Regions from separate parts of the Mus musculus genome. Here region 2 is linked to region 1. Evidence: chromatin contacts called from public HiChIP or PLAC-seq data. All regions are on one chromosome and are shown on one strand. The core of a region is the stretch at or near the end of the contact, and the rest is flanking DNA. Distances in the headings are between cores, read along the strand shown. Region 1 has its middle 7.7 kb from the start of Calhm1. Region 2 overlaps Sh3pxd2a (SH3 and PX domains 2A).

Region 1 (5,370 bases), core at 1,348-3,847:
AGCCCTAGGCCATTGATACCAATTGACCCAGAACAGGTCCCAGGCACCTGGCCTCCTGAAAGTCCCAGGAGCTGGATGGCAGAAGAGTGGAGCTGGTAATGTTCTGCAACACGTGCCTCCCACTGCAGACACGAACCTTCTTGAAAATCATATGATGCCGCTCACTAAGTACTTCCACACCAGGGACTGTGTTATGCATTCTCTGTGCATCTGTTTGTTTAACTCTCAGAAGAACTCTTTGAGATGCAGGCAGTTCTTTGGGTTTTTTTGTTTTTGTTTTTGTTTTTTGTTTGTTTGTTTGTTTGTTTTTTGAGACAGGGTTTCTCTGTTCCTGGCTGTCCTGGAACTCACTCTGTAGACCAGGAGGCTGGCCTCGAACTCAGAAATCCACCTGCCTCTGCCTCCCAAGTGCTGGAATTAAAGGCATGCGCCACCACGCCCAGCAAGCAGTTCTTAACAACCTATGTTTCAGATGAGGTAATGAGGGTCTGAGAGTTTTAGTTCACAAGGCCAAAGTCACATAACCAGTAACAGGCAAGGCAAGCTCTGGGTACCCGCCATTGGTCTTTCTAACTACATCCTTATAAGGAAGATGCTCATTGGATGCTTGGATTCTTACTGGGTATCCTTTCTACTATACGGAAGCATCCATGGCTCCACCTCCACCCAGGCTCCCAATTCCACCACCACCACCACCAACAACGCCTGAGCCAGCCCGTGTCCATCACAGAGCATTTATGAGCCCATTACAAACAGAGAAGCTCCTGGACTCCAGGGGGCCCTAGACTCAGGTGTGAAAAAAACAGAGGGCCTCAGGGAAACACTATATTCAACTTGCTTGGATGGGGAGCCTGGGTGTGACTGAAAAAGACAACTGTAAATGGTGGGAATCTCGTCTACAAGTGATGAGGATTTTCATGTTTGTGGATCTGGGTGGGTGGGGTGGGGAACCTGCATCTTTGGAAACAGACAGGAGGAGGGTTGGGCAAACACAGGCTCCAGCATGAGAGAATGTCTTCTAGTTTCCCCCACGGAGGGCCTAACACTTCCCTTTTGTCCCTACACCCAGCTTAATAGCTCACAAAATATAGCATCATTGCAAGAAAATATACACAAGGCTGGGTGTCTTAGGTTTTTACTGCTGTAAACAGACACCATGACCAAGGCAACTGTTATAAAAACAACATTTAGTTGGGGCTGGCTTACAGGTTCAGAGATTCCGTCTGTTATCATGGGGGGAGCATGGCAGCATCCAGGCAGGCATGGTGGAGGAAGAGCCGAGAGTTCTACATCTTCATCTGAAGGCTGCTAGTGGAAGACTGACTTCTAGGCAGCTAGGATGAGGGTCTTAAAGCCCTACACCCACAGTGACACACCTATTCCCACAAGGCCACACCTCCTAATAGTGTCACCGCCTGGGCCAAGCATATACAAACCATCACACCGGTTAAAGAGATGAAATGGTTGGTGTGTATAGGTGAGTAGGCCATAAACAGACTGAAGAAGAGTATGGATGCTATGGTGAGTTTAGCTAACTGCTTTGGCTCCTGGCGGGTTGCACGTGCGCACAACCAGTCTGGACTTGTGAATGAAATCTCTCTCTCTCTCTCTCCCTCCCCCTCTCTCTCTCTCTCTCCTCTCTCTCTCTCTCTCTCTCACACACACACACACACACACACACACACCAGTTAATTTTACTGTGTCTTGACTGGCTCAAAGGCTGGACAGGTCTAATCCTCTGCCTGGCTAGCATACATTTCCCCCTGGGCCAACACAATTTAAATCTATGTCTTATCTTTGTTGTCCTATAATCTTCTGGGCAGCCCCTCCCATAGGGTCACTATCCCTTTTCCACCTACATTTTGGATGAATTTTCTTCTACAGCTCTAAATCGGATCCATTTCCCTCCGAGACATAGTGCTCTCTTCCTTTCTTCCTCTCTGCCAGTTCCTAGACCTGGCAAATTTCCAAGCCCTGCCTCAGTCTACCTGCCCAGCCATTGGCCGTTGGCTCTTTATTGATTGATAAAAAACCAACTGGATACAAGGACCTTTAGCGTTTGGACACACAGATTTCTGATTTTGGGGACCGGATTAATTCAAAGCATTAGAACCAATCCCCAACGTCTGGAGACACGAATGGATAGGAGGATAGGTGGGCGGTTAAAAGGAAGGAAAACTGAAAGAATGGCCAGGTGGGACAGTGAGAGGAGGGACGACTGGATGAATGGGGGCGGGGGGAGATGTGGGTAGACGGATGAATCTGGAGGACGCGTGGCAGGATGGTGACCGAATGTGAAACGTATGGATGTGATAAAGGATGGAGAGAAAACAAAGGGCACACACACACCGTGTGCAATACCAGAGCGCTACCACATCTCACTAAAGCCTTCTCGTCCTCCAGGCCATCGGCTGGAGTATAACCTTGCTGGTGATAGTGGTGGCCTTCCTAGCCCGCTGTCTGAGACCCTGCTTCGACCAGACCGTCTTCCTACAGCGCAGATACTGGAGCAACTATATGGACCTGGAACAGAAGCTCTTTGATGAGACGTGCTGTGAGCATGCGCGGGACTTCGCACACCGTTGCGTGCTGCACTTCTTCGCAAACATGCAGAGCGAGCTACGTGCCCTGGGGTTACGTCGGGACCCAGCTGGTGGCATCCCAGAATCACAGGAGTCCTCGGAGCCCCCGGAGCTCCGGGAGGACCGGGATAGTGGAAACGGGAAGGCCCATCTGCGCGCGATCTCCAGCCGGGAGCAGGTGGATCAACTCCTCAGTACCTGGTACTCCAGCAAGCCGCCGCTTGACCTCGCAGCATCTCCCAGGCGCTGGGGGCCTGGCCTCAATCACCGCGCCCCTATAGCTGCTCCAGGCACCAAGCTATGCCACCAGCTCAATGTATAGGGATCTTACAAGGCTCCAACAGCAGCAGTTTTCCGTGTCAAATTCCCATGTTGGCACAGGTCTGGAAGCCAGCCTCCCATGTTGGCATCCTTCCCAGATAGCCCAGTAGCTACCTAGTTTCTGGGTATGTCCTCCTCTGTGGATCCCGTTCCCTCTGGACCCTGATTAAGTTCAGATTCCTATTCAGTGCATTTAGACTGAGTCCCTAAATCTGTCCTTTCCTTCCCTCCCTTTTTCCTCCCTCTCTTCTTTCTCCCTCCTGCCCTTTCTTCCTTCCTCTCTCCTTTCCTCCCTTTCTTCCTTATCTTTTCCTTCTCTCCTCACCCCGCCCCCCATCTCTTTTGAGGAAGAGTCACACTTCAGCCGTCTAGCTGAAGATGACCTTGAACTCCAGGCCTGGGATACATGGCTAGCCTCCTGCCTCAGGCTCCCTTAGTGTTAGGATTAGAGGTATGAGCTGCCACCCCCCCAATTTCCAGAATTTCATCTCTAACAAGCCCCCACACAATACTGGTTCTTCTAGTCATTGGATCAAACTTTGAGTAGCCATAGTCTGAATAGATCTGTTGTGGATCTGGATCATAGACATTGACTCAAAACTTAAAAACAAAAAAATTATCATAATAATGTCACGTGCCAGATATTTATTCAGTCGGTCTTCTTGTAGTCTAGTGAAGTCATGATTATTAGCGTCCTGCTTTAGATTTAAATTACATTATGTATGTATGTATGTATGTATTGTGTGTGTGTATTGTGTGTGTGTGTACTTGCACACACATATGGCTTGGTGCATGTGTAGAGATCAAAGGACAACTTGTAGGAGTCATCTCTCTCATTCTGCCATGTCTGTATCAGAGATCAAACTCCGGCCATCAGGCTTGGCAACAAGTACTGTTACCTGCTGAGCCATCTCGCCGCCCTTTCTCGTTTGTTTAGGATTTATTTTATCCTGTGTGCACGGGGAGGCAGTGGGCATAGGCACATGACTGGCCACAGAGACCAGAGATGGTGGATCTCCTGGAGCTGGAGTTACAGGCAGTTGTGAGCTGCTTGACATGGGAGCTGGGAACCAAGCTTGGGTGCTTTGCAAGAACCGTATGGACTCTCAACCACTGAGCCATCTCTCCAACCCCACTCACCCCATCTGAAAGCCTTACTCTGGAGCCTTAGCTGACCTGGAGCTTGTAGTGATCTTTCTGATTCAGCTTTGTGAGTCCTGGGGTTACAGGTATGCCAGCACACCCTAGACACTCTCTCTGTCTCTGTCTTTCTGTCTCTCTGTCTCTCTGTCTCTGTCTGTCTCTCTGTCTCTGTCTGTCTGTCTGTCTGTCTGTCTCTCTCTCTCTCTCTCTTTCTCTCTCTCGTGTGTGTGTGTGTGTGTGTGTGTGTGTGTGTGTGTGTGTGTGTGTGTGTGTGAAATATGATCCCATGAAACTTAGTTGGCCTCCAACTTTCCGGCTAGCTGAAGGTAACCTTGAGCTTCCGACCTCCCTGCCTGCACTTCCTGAGTTCCGGAATTACAGATGTGCCCCAGCTGTGCCTAGTTTATGCAATGCTGGGGTGGAACAAAGCACACACTAAGCAGGCACTTTGTCACCTAAGCTACATTATTACACAATTGTTTGAGAGGGAAAAAAAAAAAAAGCAAACCAAGAGGGTGACATTGCCCAAGGTCACCTGCATAGGGGCTGGCACTGAGTGCCAGGTTCCCTGGCTCTGGGTTCTGCTCTGAGCTATGACACCAGTTTACTCTCTAGATTGTTTTATTGCCCTTCAGTGCCCTTGTTGGGTTTCTTGCTGCTTCTACCAGGGTCCTCATAATAGGTTCTAGCAAGCTCTGCTTGGTAAATTCCCCATGAAAGCCTCGGGTACTAACTCCTAATGGCCACTCCAGATAGTTTCCACTTTCCAGACTGGAGGTATAGCTCAGCTGGTGGAATGTGTGCCCAGCATGACTGAGGGTCATTGTATAAACTGGACATGGTGTGCACACTTGTTTCCAGCACTCAGGATGTGGAGGCAGGAGCACCAGATGTTTGAGGTTGTCAAAGCCAGCCTGGACTACATAAGACCATATCTTAAAAATAAACAGGGGGCTGGTGAGATGGCTCAGTGGGTAAGAGCACCCGACTGCTCTTCCGAAGGTCTGGAGTTCAAATCCCAGCAACCACATGGTGGCTCACAACCATCTGTAACGAGATCTGATGCCCTCTTCTGGAGTGTCTGAAGACAGCTACAGTGTACTTACATATAATGAATACATAAATCTTTAAAAAAAAAAAGAGAGAGAGAAAGAGATTTCCACTAAATATGAAATCATTTAAATATATTCATGATTTCTTCCTCTCTTTATAAAAAATAAAATAAACAGGTAGGGCCGATGAGATAGCTCTGGGAGTAAAGGCGACAGTTGCCAACCCTGCAGACCCGACTTCAGTCCCCAGAACCCATGTGATAGTGGAGAAG
Region 2 (5,208 bases), core at 1,895-4,394, 190 kb before region 1:
TTTGGACTTGGCTGCAGCTCCTTCCCAGGCTCCTGCCTGCTCTCTCATCAGACTTTGTGCTCACCAAGTCTCCGTAGTCACGTGAGCCAATTTCTAAAATAAATCCTTTTTTCCCCCTCTATGTGCACACTGTGTTGGCCTGTTCCTCTGGAGAACGCTAGCACACACCTCCATCGCAGTAATGAAGACTAGATAGGTTAGTGTCTGAGTGTGGCTAGATCATTCTCTGCAGCAGAGAAGGCTTTCCTGAAGTGTTCCTCATTGAGCACGCCGTGCCCAGAACTTCACATGTTCTTCACGTGTTCTTCACGTGTTCTTCACATGTTCTTCACATGTTCTTCACATGTTCTTCACATGTTTCTTCATGTTCTGCTCTGCCACACTGCAAGGAGAAATCACTGACTGTTCCCGGGCACACGCAGAGTCAGAGTCCAGGTTTAGGGCTCTCGCCCACGGCACAGTGAAGCTGCCCAGGGTTGCTCACACTGGGGATGTGGAATCCTGTTTCATGTCTGCTTTCCCGCCTAGTTCCAGAAAACTCGGCTCCTTCACAGGAGACCCTTGCTGTTCCTGGGACCAAGGACACTTTTCTAGAAGTGGTCTGGTCATAGGGTCCAGGTTTCCTGCCTCGTGCTCAGGTGAGCCGGTACCTGTCGCTGTGCCCTGCTCAGAACTGCTAAAGCAGGGCTCGAGTCAGAGTACTTATTTGGCATGTATGAACCCTTAGGCTGTAATCATCAGGACCGAATAAACCCAGTTTGGCAGTCTGTGCCTGCAGCCTAGCCACTCAGGAGCTCTAGGCAGGGGGATCAGAAGTTCAAGGGCATCTTTGGACATATAATAACCAGCCTTGGTTACATGAGACTCTGAACTAGCACTCGAAATCCTAGAAAGAAGCTATGGTGGGTGGCAAAGGCTGATTTGTGGGCTGATGAGAACAGCAATGGTGTAGAGAGTTGGGATGGTGCAAGTCCAGTGCCTAATTATCTTGATTTACCTTTAGCTTCACCCATAGCCATTTATTGCCCCCCTCTGTATGTGACTTAACATTTTTGGTACCATTAGGTAAATCGTTTGGGATATATGAACAGGATCCAAGTTTCCGCCAACCAAAGGGTTAAGAATACTGTCAGGTACTTTCTGAAACCTACGGCAGAGCCTCCACCGCACCCTGTCGTCTCCCCCATGCAGCTGTTGCCTGCTACCTGATGGATTTGAAAGTATATCGCCTTATGGCTTTCTTTGCTCCTGTTTCTATAAACAAGATCGCTGCCTCTTTGGAACACATTATTTGGGGGAAACATGAATCTTTGTTCCTCATTGTGGGCTCTGGAATGAACCAACTCCTTTGTTCCTTTGAGATGCGAGCTGCTTCTGTAGTTGATGAGACCCTGGTTCCCTGCCCCCAGCCCCCCAGATATCAGCAGGAAGGCTTGTGCAGAGCAGAGGAAGAGCAGTGTCACATGGCACACAGCCTGGCGGAGGGGGCAGGCCCGGTGACATTTGACAGTGAGAAGGGTGGCCTGGACTTTTTCTGCATCTCTCCTTCTGCTAAATCTTTCCTTGCGGACCTGGTTCCTTCTGCCTAACGGCTAGAAGCCATCTTTGGCTTTCACCCTCCCTTCCTTCTGCCTATCAGCTGGGCCTCCTGATCCACTCACTTCTGCCTGTGCCCACTGTCACCTTAGAGGGCCGCCTTCCACCTCGCAGGGAATCCCTCAGGCTCCCAGGAAGCCTCCACCTTTACTCCGGTAGTTGCCATTCCCCGCAGCACCGCTAGAGGGCACTCGTAAAGTACATTCCAAACCCGCTGAAATTTCCCCGGGGGACTACCACGCGATGAAAAACAATTCCTTATTCTGGCTTCAGAGCCCTGCATAATTGACCCCCGCTGCCTTTCTGACTCGGGCTCTGCCCCTACATTCCCATCAGGTCAAACCTGTTCAACCGCGGGGTCATCGTCTGCTCCTAAGATATCTCGCTCATTTCTCTGGCGACTTTCGTACTTGCTGTTCCCTGGACCTGGAATAATGTTCCTCCCTGTGGCTGGCTGGCTCCTTTTTATTATCTCGGAGGAGCCACCCCAGCCGCACCCTCTCAAATCTCTGCCCCTTCCCTGTCGCTGACACTCCAGTTAGTTACCTTGTACACATTCTTGCTTACTGCCTATCTCCCACCACCTTGAAACTGCGGCCTCCATACAAGCCCCGCTCCGTGGGCAAGTGATTTGGAGACCGAGTACCTGGATCATGCAGTGAGAGTCAGGAAAGGTGGCCTCTCATCCGGGCTTGGGGGGACATTGGACCTAGAAGGAACTTTTCTGACTTGGGAGCCGAGAGCCGGAAGAGGCTTTGGTTATCTAGCGAGAGTACACTCAGAAATCTAAGCAAGCAAGACTAATCGTAGCTTGTTTGGAAATCAGTTATATGACCTTCCTGAGCCCCAGCTGTATTCGGGCACTGTACCCATGTTGGTGTTGCAGAAATATGCCTGCCGTTTGGAAGTTCACAGTGACGAGCTGTTCTATGAAAGGCGCCCGGTGACAGGGGAGTGGTGGAGGAACAGGGCTGTGCACAGTGTGAACGAAGGCCCAGCTGCTCAAGCAGGCTATGGCAGGGAAGATGATGAGCAGCAGGGGCCGAGGGGGAGGGAAGGGGGTAGCAGAGGAGAGGATGGGGGGCCGTTTACAGCACAGACTGCGACTGCACGGGGCTGTTGACTTTCTCTGAGTTAAATGAATGGCACAGAGTGATACGATTTGGATGGTTTTCTGGCTGGTGATTGGAACTGCATAGAGGGCAAAGAGGAGAGATGTTGTCCCAGCAACAGCGGCAACCCTGGGTGGATTTGATGATTCAGAAAGTCTGGGAGCCGGAGAGTGTCCGTCAAGCTGCTTGATAACCTGGTTTGCTTTCTATGGCTATGATAAAACATTCGGAATAAAAAGCGGCTCGGCGAGGAAAGGGTTTATGTGGCTTACAAGCTCACAGTCCATCGCTGTTAGAGCGGGAACTCCAGGCAGGGACTGAAGCGAGGTCACGGAGGAATGCTGCAAGCTGCATGCTGCATGCTGCCCGCTGCCCATGGCTCCCAAGAAAGCTTGAGGAGCTCTGCAAGCTGCCACTAGGGGGCGCAGTTTCCCACAGAGCCTCTGGGATGGAGGCTTCTATGTGTGCCACTTGCCAGGCAGAGGGGACCTGGCGCTCCTTCCCACCCAGAACTCTGGCGAGCTCCAGTTTAAATGCAAACGAGGTTGCTCAAGAGTGTTGCGAGATTGTTTTCTTGGGCAAGTGTTGATGTTTCTGATGAAGTCCTGTTTATTCTTAGAAAAGCTGTGAGCTCAGCCTGCCTTCCATCGCCACGATCATTAAACGGTCTTATTGGGCCCAGTTAATGAGATCAACGCTGATGTGGTTCTGTTGTTGTTGGAGTTGAGAATTTAGGGTTTGGCATCTGACACACTAGATAGAATTCAAACCTCAGCTTGGCTCAGTTGGCTTTGCTCTTGGCAAGTTTGTGTTTATTTGTTTATTGTTTATTTTAGGCTTTGAAGGGAGGAGAGGCCTTTAACCTGGGAGTAAAAAGATTCAGTCACAGTATTTATTTCCACTTTTTGAACCCCAAAGGAGTGTACATTCTGAACCGGGAGGCCTGCTTTGTGCCACAGTTCTGCCAGCTGTATGTTCCTAAGTCCTTAGCTTCTGTGTGAAATGGGATGCAGGAGGCCGCAGAGATAGGAGAGGGTGCTGGTGTAGGCTCCTCCCCCATCCAGCATGGGCACCAAGTAGATGCCACGTTCGAGTTGGTACCTGAAGAGGCCAAAAGTGTGCAGGAGACCCTTGGAACTGTAGTTACAGGTGGCTGTGAGCTGCCCAGCGTGGCTGCTGAGAACGGAACCCAGGTCCTCTGCAAGAGCAGCAAGGGTCTTCACTGCGGAGCCACTCTCAAGCCCCTGTGCTCCAGCCTCTAGAGTAACCCAGGGCAGGCCTGTGCCTCTAGGCCTGGCTATGAGGTTGGGCGGGTTTGTTGCTTTGTTTTGTTTGTTAGTTTTTGGGGTTTTTTTTAGTTCATTTATTTTTAATTGTTCTTTAAATTTTTTTATATTTTTAATTTTTTTACATTTTAAAATTTTTATAAAATTAAATATTTTTAATTTTATAAACTGTTATAAAATACTTGAAAGTAGATAAAGACAGCACATATCTGAAATATTTATTTCTGTGTGTAGGGGCATGTGTGACATGTCACAGTTGGTTCCCTGCCTGGGGTCAACCCAGGTCATCAGATTTGGTGGCAAGTGCCTTGCCCACCCAGCCATCTCTCTGGCCCCTTGCTTTGTACTTTTGAGACAGTCTCACTCTGTAACCCAGACTGGCCTTGAACTCACGGCAGCCTTTCTAACTTGGCCTCTCCAGTACAGGATTAGAGGCATAAGCCAACATGCATGGCTAAATTAGTCTTTATTTATGTTTTAAGTTTGCTTAGTTATGCTTTTAAATTATTATATTTGTCAGTGTTTTGCCTACATGTATGTCTCGGTAGTAACACATGTATGCCCGATGTCTGAAGCGATCAGAAGCACTCTTCTGTTGGGTCTCCTGGAACTGAAGCTGTAGATGGGGGTGAGCCATGATGTAGGTACTAGGAGTTGAACCCAGGTTCTCTAAAAGAGCAGCAAGTGCCCTTAGCTACCGAGCCATCTCTCTAACCCCCTAAGTTCAGTTTTGAATAAAGTGTATTTTTTCTGATAGTAAGACTTATCCATAATTACTAGCTACTATAAAAAGCGATCTATCCAGAAAAGCTAGGCCCAACTTTTGGTTTCTTTCTTTCTTTTTTTTTTTTTTTTTTTTTTAATTTTATTTTAGTTTTGTTTTTTCCAGACAGGGTTTCTCTGTGTAGCCCTGGCTATCCTGGAACTCACTCTGTAGACCAGGCTGTCCTTGAACTCAGAGATCCAACTGCCTCTGCCTCCCAAGTGCTGAGATTAAAGGCTTGTACCACCACTGCTCAGCCCACTTTTTTTTTGTTTGTTTTGGTTTTTTTTGTTTTTTTCCGAGACAGGGTTTCTCTGTGTAGCCCTGGCTGTCCTGGAACTCACTTTGTAGACCAGGCTGGCCTCGAACTCAGAAATCCACCTGCCTCTGCTTCCTGAGTGCTGGGATTAAAGGCATGCGCCACCACACCCGGCTACGCTCAGCCCACTTT

The links. HiChIP or PLAC-seq counts read pairs in DNA pulled down with a chosen protein or histone mark.
Region 2: a contact with region 1 is called in an H3K4me3 HiChIP or PLAC-seq map of forebrain, with 3 times the contacts expected there. The contact joins two enhancer-like sites. A contact is called at or near these places in 4 of 39 promoter capture datasets (the C10 cell line, cranial neural crest, liver and 1 more), 1 of 15 datasets of contacts at CTCF or cohesin (embryonic stem cells), 5 of 484 Hi-C or Micro-C datasets (embryonic stem cells, liver and myocytes), 8 of 115 datasets of contacts at active chromatin or transcription factors (bone marrow-derived macrophages, craniofacial prominence, embryonic basal ganglia and 5 more) and 1 of 9 other capture datasets (liver).

Annotation. Positions count from the first base shown.
Region 1 is chr19:47,149,143-47,154,512 of GRCm38.p6, reverse strand. It overlaps the pseudogene Calhm3. Among named protein-coding and RNA genes, the nearest start is that of Calhm1, 7.7 kb to the right of the region's middle. Within about 2 kb of position 2,597, at least 31 of the 459 cell types and tissues checked have an H3K27ac peak or open chromatin away from gene starts, as enhancers often do. A contact at or near this core is called in forebrain, where this site is marked.
Region 2 is chr19:47,335,942-47,341,149 of GRCm38.p6, reverse strand. All of the region lies in intron 6 of Sh3pxd2a (SH3 and PX domains 2A), which reads left to right. Among named protein-coding and RNA genes, the nearest start is that of Gm29834, 52 kb to the right of the region's middle. Within about 2 kb of position 3,144, at least 42 of the 459 cell types and tissues checked have an H3K27ac peak or open chromatin away from gene starts, as enhancers often do. A contact at or near this core is called in forebrain, where this site is marked.